2 separate regions of the Mus musculus genome follow, and region 1 is linked to region 2. The links are chromatin contacts, called in public capture Hi-C maps. All regions are on one chromosome and are shown on one strand. The core of a region is the stretch at or near the end of the contact, and the rest is flanking DNA. Distances in the headings are between cores, read along the strand shown.

Region 1 (2,700 bases), core at 186-2,685, 2.5 Mb before region 2:
GATTTTATTGGGTGTTGTACTCATTAGGGTGGTGACTGGGTGACCTGCAGGGCAGTGGGGAAGGGCTGATACTGCCAGGTTTGTAAGTACAGAGAATGGAGTAGGGAGGACTCCAGGCTTAGCTGCAAGGAGAGCGCTGGCTTTGGGTACCAGGGCTGTCTTTCTTGTTTCAGACCGTTCCAGCCATCTATTTCCCAGGGTGCTCCTTTTTAAGTATGTATATACTTTTGTTATAGTTTTGGGGATGGGACCCAGGGCCGTGGGAATGCCAAGTGAGCCTTGCTATTTTTGGGAAACAGTTCCCTGAGCTGGAGGCCCGGTCTTCTGGCTGGGCAGGATGTACGGTTTGGGTCATAGTGCTTGTTTCTGTGAACTGTGCACGGGACTGCTGCTGAGGGGAGACTGCCAAGGGTGTCCAGCCTTGTAAACCATGCAACGGGCACCAAGGAGCTTGGCTTCTGCTGCTGGTTTCAAGCCTGTTATGTGACCGCAGGTTGTCTTGTGTGCCTTCAGGCTTGTTCTCTTGTTCATAGTTAGTTGACTTCTTGGTATTAGGGATTGTGGTGTGGATCTCTCTTTATCTCCTTCCTGTCTGCTGAGTTTCACAGGGATCGCCTAAGACCATCGGAAAATACAGATGTTTACATTACAGTTCATAGCAGTAGCAAAATTACAGTTAGGAAGTAGTAATAAATAACTTTATGGTTGGGGGTGGTCACTGCAGTATGAGGAACAGTATTGAAGGATTGCAGCCTTAGGAAGGCTGAGAACCACTGCCTTTAGGCCCTTCTTGGGCTGGCTCCCTGAACTGTCAGGTATTGTTCAGAATGTGTTGTTTGAGCAGTGACTGCAGAAGACTTTCATTACTGCTGGGCTCCACTCTCTGTGCCCTCTGATTGAAGAGGTGGGAGGTAGGATTGCAGTTCTATGAAGCTCCCAGGTGTGTCACTGCCCCTAGGACCACACGTGGAGAGCCACCGTGTTGGGGAATTCAACACCCTGAACCCCACCAAGTCCTTGCTGTGGAGTCCCACTCCCACCGGGAAAGCAGCTTGGGTGGCTTCACAGCACAGGGAGACCAGGGCTTAGCCAAATCCAGACCACCGCAATCCTGGCTTGCACTTTTACTTGGGAAGACTGACTTTGGACCCTCTGGTGTAGACGTGGGGCAAAGAGGTCTTTAAGTTGTAAGACTTGGGCTTGTGGTTTTGTAATAGGGGTTTCTGAACCCTTGGGGTGGCAGCAGTGTGTGTTCCATGTCTTTTTGACCCTGGGAAAATTCTTTTTAAAGGAACACATCTTTTGGAAATTGCCTGGCCTATTAGGTTATCCGGGCACCTGTGTGGAGACCGTTTCTTGTGGTTCTCACGGTAGCTGCTCTCTGGTTCTTCCCACTATGAGGTAAATGCCAGCAGAAAGTCAAGGCCTATGGTAATCCCCAGCTTCTGGGCTGTTTCTCAGCTGTCTCTGTGCTGGGTCGACTCAGACTCCCATACGTGAGCCTTTGGTGTCCTGGGTTTGCACCTGGGCCTTTTCTCAGCCTGCAGTCCGTGGCTGTCCCTCTTGACTGATGGCACCAGCTCCTTGGCCTTGTGGCCTTTTGGTGATGCTGGGACACAGGATGCCTGTGGGAGTGGGATGAATGAGGTGTGCCAGCGTCCCTTTCTCTATGTGGCATGATGGGCTCGCTGTCATCAGCATCTGCTCTCGAAGTTTCACTTTTAACAATGGACAGTGCGTATGTTTGCTTGTGTGTGTGTGTGTGTGTGTTTGCTTTCAAACTCTAGGGCACACACACAGCACATGGTTGAGTTAGTGAGCTGTTTTAAGAAGGGTAGATGCAAAGCTTAGCTTCCTCATTCGGAGAAAGACTGTGAAGTCCTCCTGAATGCCTTCATCTGCTGTTTTTGGGGAAAGGTGAACTTAAAGAGAAGTGAAACCGCGCTGTTTCCTGGCAGCATGTTAGCAGGGGAGGAGTGCGCACATCTACCTCGAGGGGGGTGGGGTGGGGAGGTAAACTGTTTCCGTGTTGACCTGGGCCGTCAGGGCTGTAGCAGGTGTGCTGGGTGGCATTTCATTTCCCCAGAGGCCTGAAGCAGAGGCCTGTTTGTGCATACACAGCGCGCAGCAGTTTTTCTTCACTGTGTTTGATCCCTGCCTCTGGGGTGGGGTGCTACTGTTCAGCAAATGTTTTCTTGTGCACAGGAGTGAGAAGCCCCTCCCACTTGTGTAAGCTGTGGCCTTCCGTAGGCGCCTATAGAATGTGGCGTTCTGCTTCCCCGAGGTGACTGGAAAGGAGCTCTGCTGTGGCAGCAGTCCTGTGCAGAAAGTGTCATCAGCCCACCCTCCATGTGAACATGACTGGTGTGAAGAGCTAAGATGATAGCAGCTTAAATCGTTTAAGAGTGCTAGACTTTTTGTTGTTTCGTTGTGTTTTTAGGCTGGGTTTCTCTGTTTTGTAGCTCTAGCTGTCCTGGAACCACTGTGTAGACCAGGTGCTGGGATTAAAGGCAGGAGGCACCAGACACTGCTGACCGCCCCCTCCCCCTTCTTTAATGTATGGCCCGTTGCATGGGACATTTCAGCTGTAGCTGGGTCCTCATCCTTTCTGCAGCAAAGTCTGCGTAGCCTGCCCTGCTGGAGGCCTGTGATATCGGGGGGCCTCTGAGACTTGGCGGAGGGCCTGGTGTTGCTTATCTG
Region 2 (2,700 bases), core at 17-2,516:
CCCCAGGTTATCTGCAGGAACTGCCCCAGGTTATCTGCAGGAACTGCCCCAGGTTATCTGCAGGAACTGCCCCAGGTTATCTGCAGGAACTGCCCCAGGTTATCTGCAGGAACTGCCCCAGGTTATCTGCAGGAACTGCCCTAGGTTATCTGCAGGAACTGCCCCAGGTTATCTGCAGGAACTGCCCCAGGTTATCTGCAGGATCTGCAAGCTCTTTTAGTCCCTGAACCTTTTCACTCCAACCATATTTTCCCCAAACCCAAAATATACCAGTTAGTCCATTTGAATAATAAATAGTTGTGTGTAAAGCTGAGACTCCTTTAGAGCTTTGGGGCTGGGGAGAGATACAAGTGTTCAAAGCCTTTCTTGACGGTATCTGTTGCTCTTCTAGGAACCTCCATTACGATACAGACTGACACTGTTGAGACCATGGCTTTACCCCAAGGAAGTGGGAATAAAGCAGTGCCGGGAATGAACCCTGCTGACACGGTTATCAAAAAGGAATCGTTGCAAGAGTTAAAGGTGAGACTGCTGGCTACCGAATGGATTCGTCCTTGGAGGGACTAGTTAGTGAATGCATTCTGTAGCAAAGTAAAAGCCACTGCGGTAAAGGGAGACGCTCCGCCTTCATTTGTTTCAGGATTGCCTTTTCTTTTTTCTTTTTTTCTTTTCACAGTTCGGTTCTGTAGGTAGACAATTGTGGAGTCTGTCTGTGCTGTCTGACAGCAGGTGTGGACTGAACAATGTGAGATCTGAAATTTGAGCCCCAAAGTGCTAAACTTTGTAAACACTGGCGTCCACTAACAGTTCCCAGACTTGGAGATCTTGGATGTAGCTCAGTTGAGCCTGCAGGAGCTAGAGGTTCAAATCTGAAGCACACACAAGAAAGTTGCCAGGGTTGGTGGAGCGGCCCACACAGCACCAGGGAGGCAGACGCAGGCAGATCTCTCTGCGTTCCCGGCCAGCCTGGTCTACAGGAAGAGTTCCAGTACAGCCAGGGCTGCACAGAGAAACCCTATCTTGAAAACAAAGAAAGAAACAAAAAAACCCCAAAGCAACCACAAAGAGTTTCTGAGTTTGGATAATACTGGATTTGGGATTTTCAGATTAGGGATGTTCATAGCCCATGAAATGTCTGCAAATATTCCCAATCCCCAAACCCTATCTAATTTGAAACACGTGTGGCCCATGTATGTCAGGGAGGACTGTGTAGCCTACGACATGCTGTCTGTGTCTCACACTGCACGTGGGTCCACAGCTCCGTCATGCGTGTAGTTTGACGCCTGCAGATGTTAGGTGTTTTGGAACTACAATCTGGAGCCTCCACGTGTTGCTCAAGGATTCTTCTGACACCTGGAAGAAGATGGGGGCTTTTAAGGGTTGTCACCACCTGGGAGTCAGTCATTGGAGAAGAAGGATGGAGGGTTCTGGGACATTTCTAACCCCCAGAGTGTCTTGAGTGGAGCTCGGCTGTTGCTGCCCTGGTCAGCTCCCGTGTAGACTGTGTCCTCCAATTCGAGTCATTCTCCTCAATTCTGTAGATGACCCACCCTCTTCTGTTCATCCCCGGGACGCCGAGGGCCCTGCTGCGCTTCCTTCTTTAGTTACTGCTTTGTTTGTGTGCTAACACGAACCAAGAAAACGACATCGGTCAAGACAGCAGGTCACTCTTTGGAAAGGGGTTGGTAGAAGTGTGTTTCATGGTTCTTCTAGTCGGAGGCAGGGGAGTCACTCTCTGCAGGGCTCCTTGGTGACCTATCTCACCCTGACTTTCAGAGTTACCTCCCCCTACAATCCTTGTGGTCTAGGACTTTCTAAATTCACAATTGATTTTTTTTAAAGTGATATTTGTAGCTTTCAGGATGTGTTTTCAAATCCTCATCATGGCTCAGAGAAGCTGCCTCTGTTTGGGCACCCTGTGTCCTTCCCAACTCATCCTCTGGCATCAGCTGCTCAGCCTAAACCAGGAGGGGCGCCGTTCCTTTAGGAAGCTCACCTTCTTCTCTGCGTCTCTTTCAGTGCACAGATGCTGATGACGAGGACTGGGATATATCGTCCTTAGAGGAAGAGAAGTCTCTGGGGAGTAAAATAGAGCAGAGGGAGCCGCCTCCGGCCAAGCGGGACCCCAGCTGCACCCAGGTGCAGAGGGCCTGGGGCCCAGTGAACCCTCGGGAATTCAAGGAAGAAGGTTGGTGGGTTTCGCCCTCACACATCGGTGGGTGTGGTTCTTTAGTGTGTGTGTGTCCCTGTGGGTGCCCATTTCTGCACACACACATGGCGGTCACAGTCAGGCTTGGTATTGTTCCTGAGAAGCCGTGCACCTTGTGTTTAGAGACATGGTCTCTCGTTGGCCTGGTACTCACCAAGTAGGCTTCTCATCCCTGCTCTCCCAGTGCTGGGGAGGCAGTGTGCTCTAACTCATGGTGAAAACGTGAGTTCCGTGGATCCAATCCAAGTCCCTGCGGTTGACTGGCAAGCACTGTACCGACTGAGCTCGCTCTCCGGCCCCAACGTGTTTCAGCTCTATAAGTGTCTGCTCTCATGACCCTTTTATCCCGTCAGACGGAAGCATGATCAGATCACTGTCACAGCAATGACAGGGTCAGAGTGGAGCACAGAGACAGAATAAAGGCAAATGACACAGCGTTACAACTCAGATATGATGCTAGTCCTTATGGTATTGGGCGCATCTGGAAACCG

What was found. Capture Hi-C pulls out chosen DNA fragments and counts their contacts.
Region 1: a capture Hi-C map of embryonic stem cells shows a contact between it and region 2, with 3 times the contacts expected there. The contact joins two enhancer-like sites.

What each region holds. Positions count from the first base shown.
Region 1 is chr14:121,365,591-121,368,290 of GRCm38.p6, reverse strand. All of the region lies in intron 1 of Stk24 (serine/threonine kinase 24), which reads left to right. Among named protein-coding and RNA genes, the nearest start is that of Stk24, 12 kb to the left of the region's middle. Within about 2 kb of position 1,435, at least 145 of the 459 cell types and tissues checked have an H3K27ac peak or open chromatin away from gene starts, as enhancers often do. A contact at or near this core is called in embryonic stem cells, where this site is marked.
Region 2 is chr14:118,878,832-118,881,531 of GRCm38.p6, reverse strand. Dzip1 (DAZ interacting protein 1) reads left to right here. Exons shown (of 22, transcript NM_025943.3): 20 at 392-522; 21 at 2,020-2,188. Among named protein-coding and RNA genes, the nearest start is that of Cldn10, 25 kb to the right of the region's middle. Within about 2 kb of position 1,266, at least 10 of the 459 cell types and tissues checked have an H3K27ac peak or open chromatin away from gene starts, as enhancers often do. A contact at or near this core is called in embryonic stem cells, where this site is marked.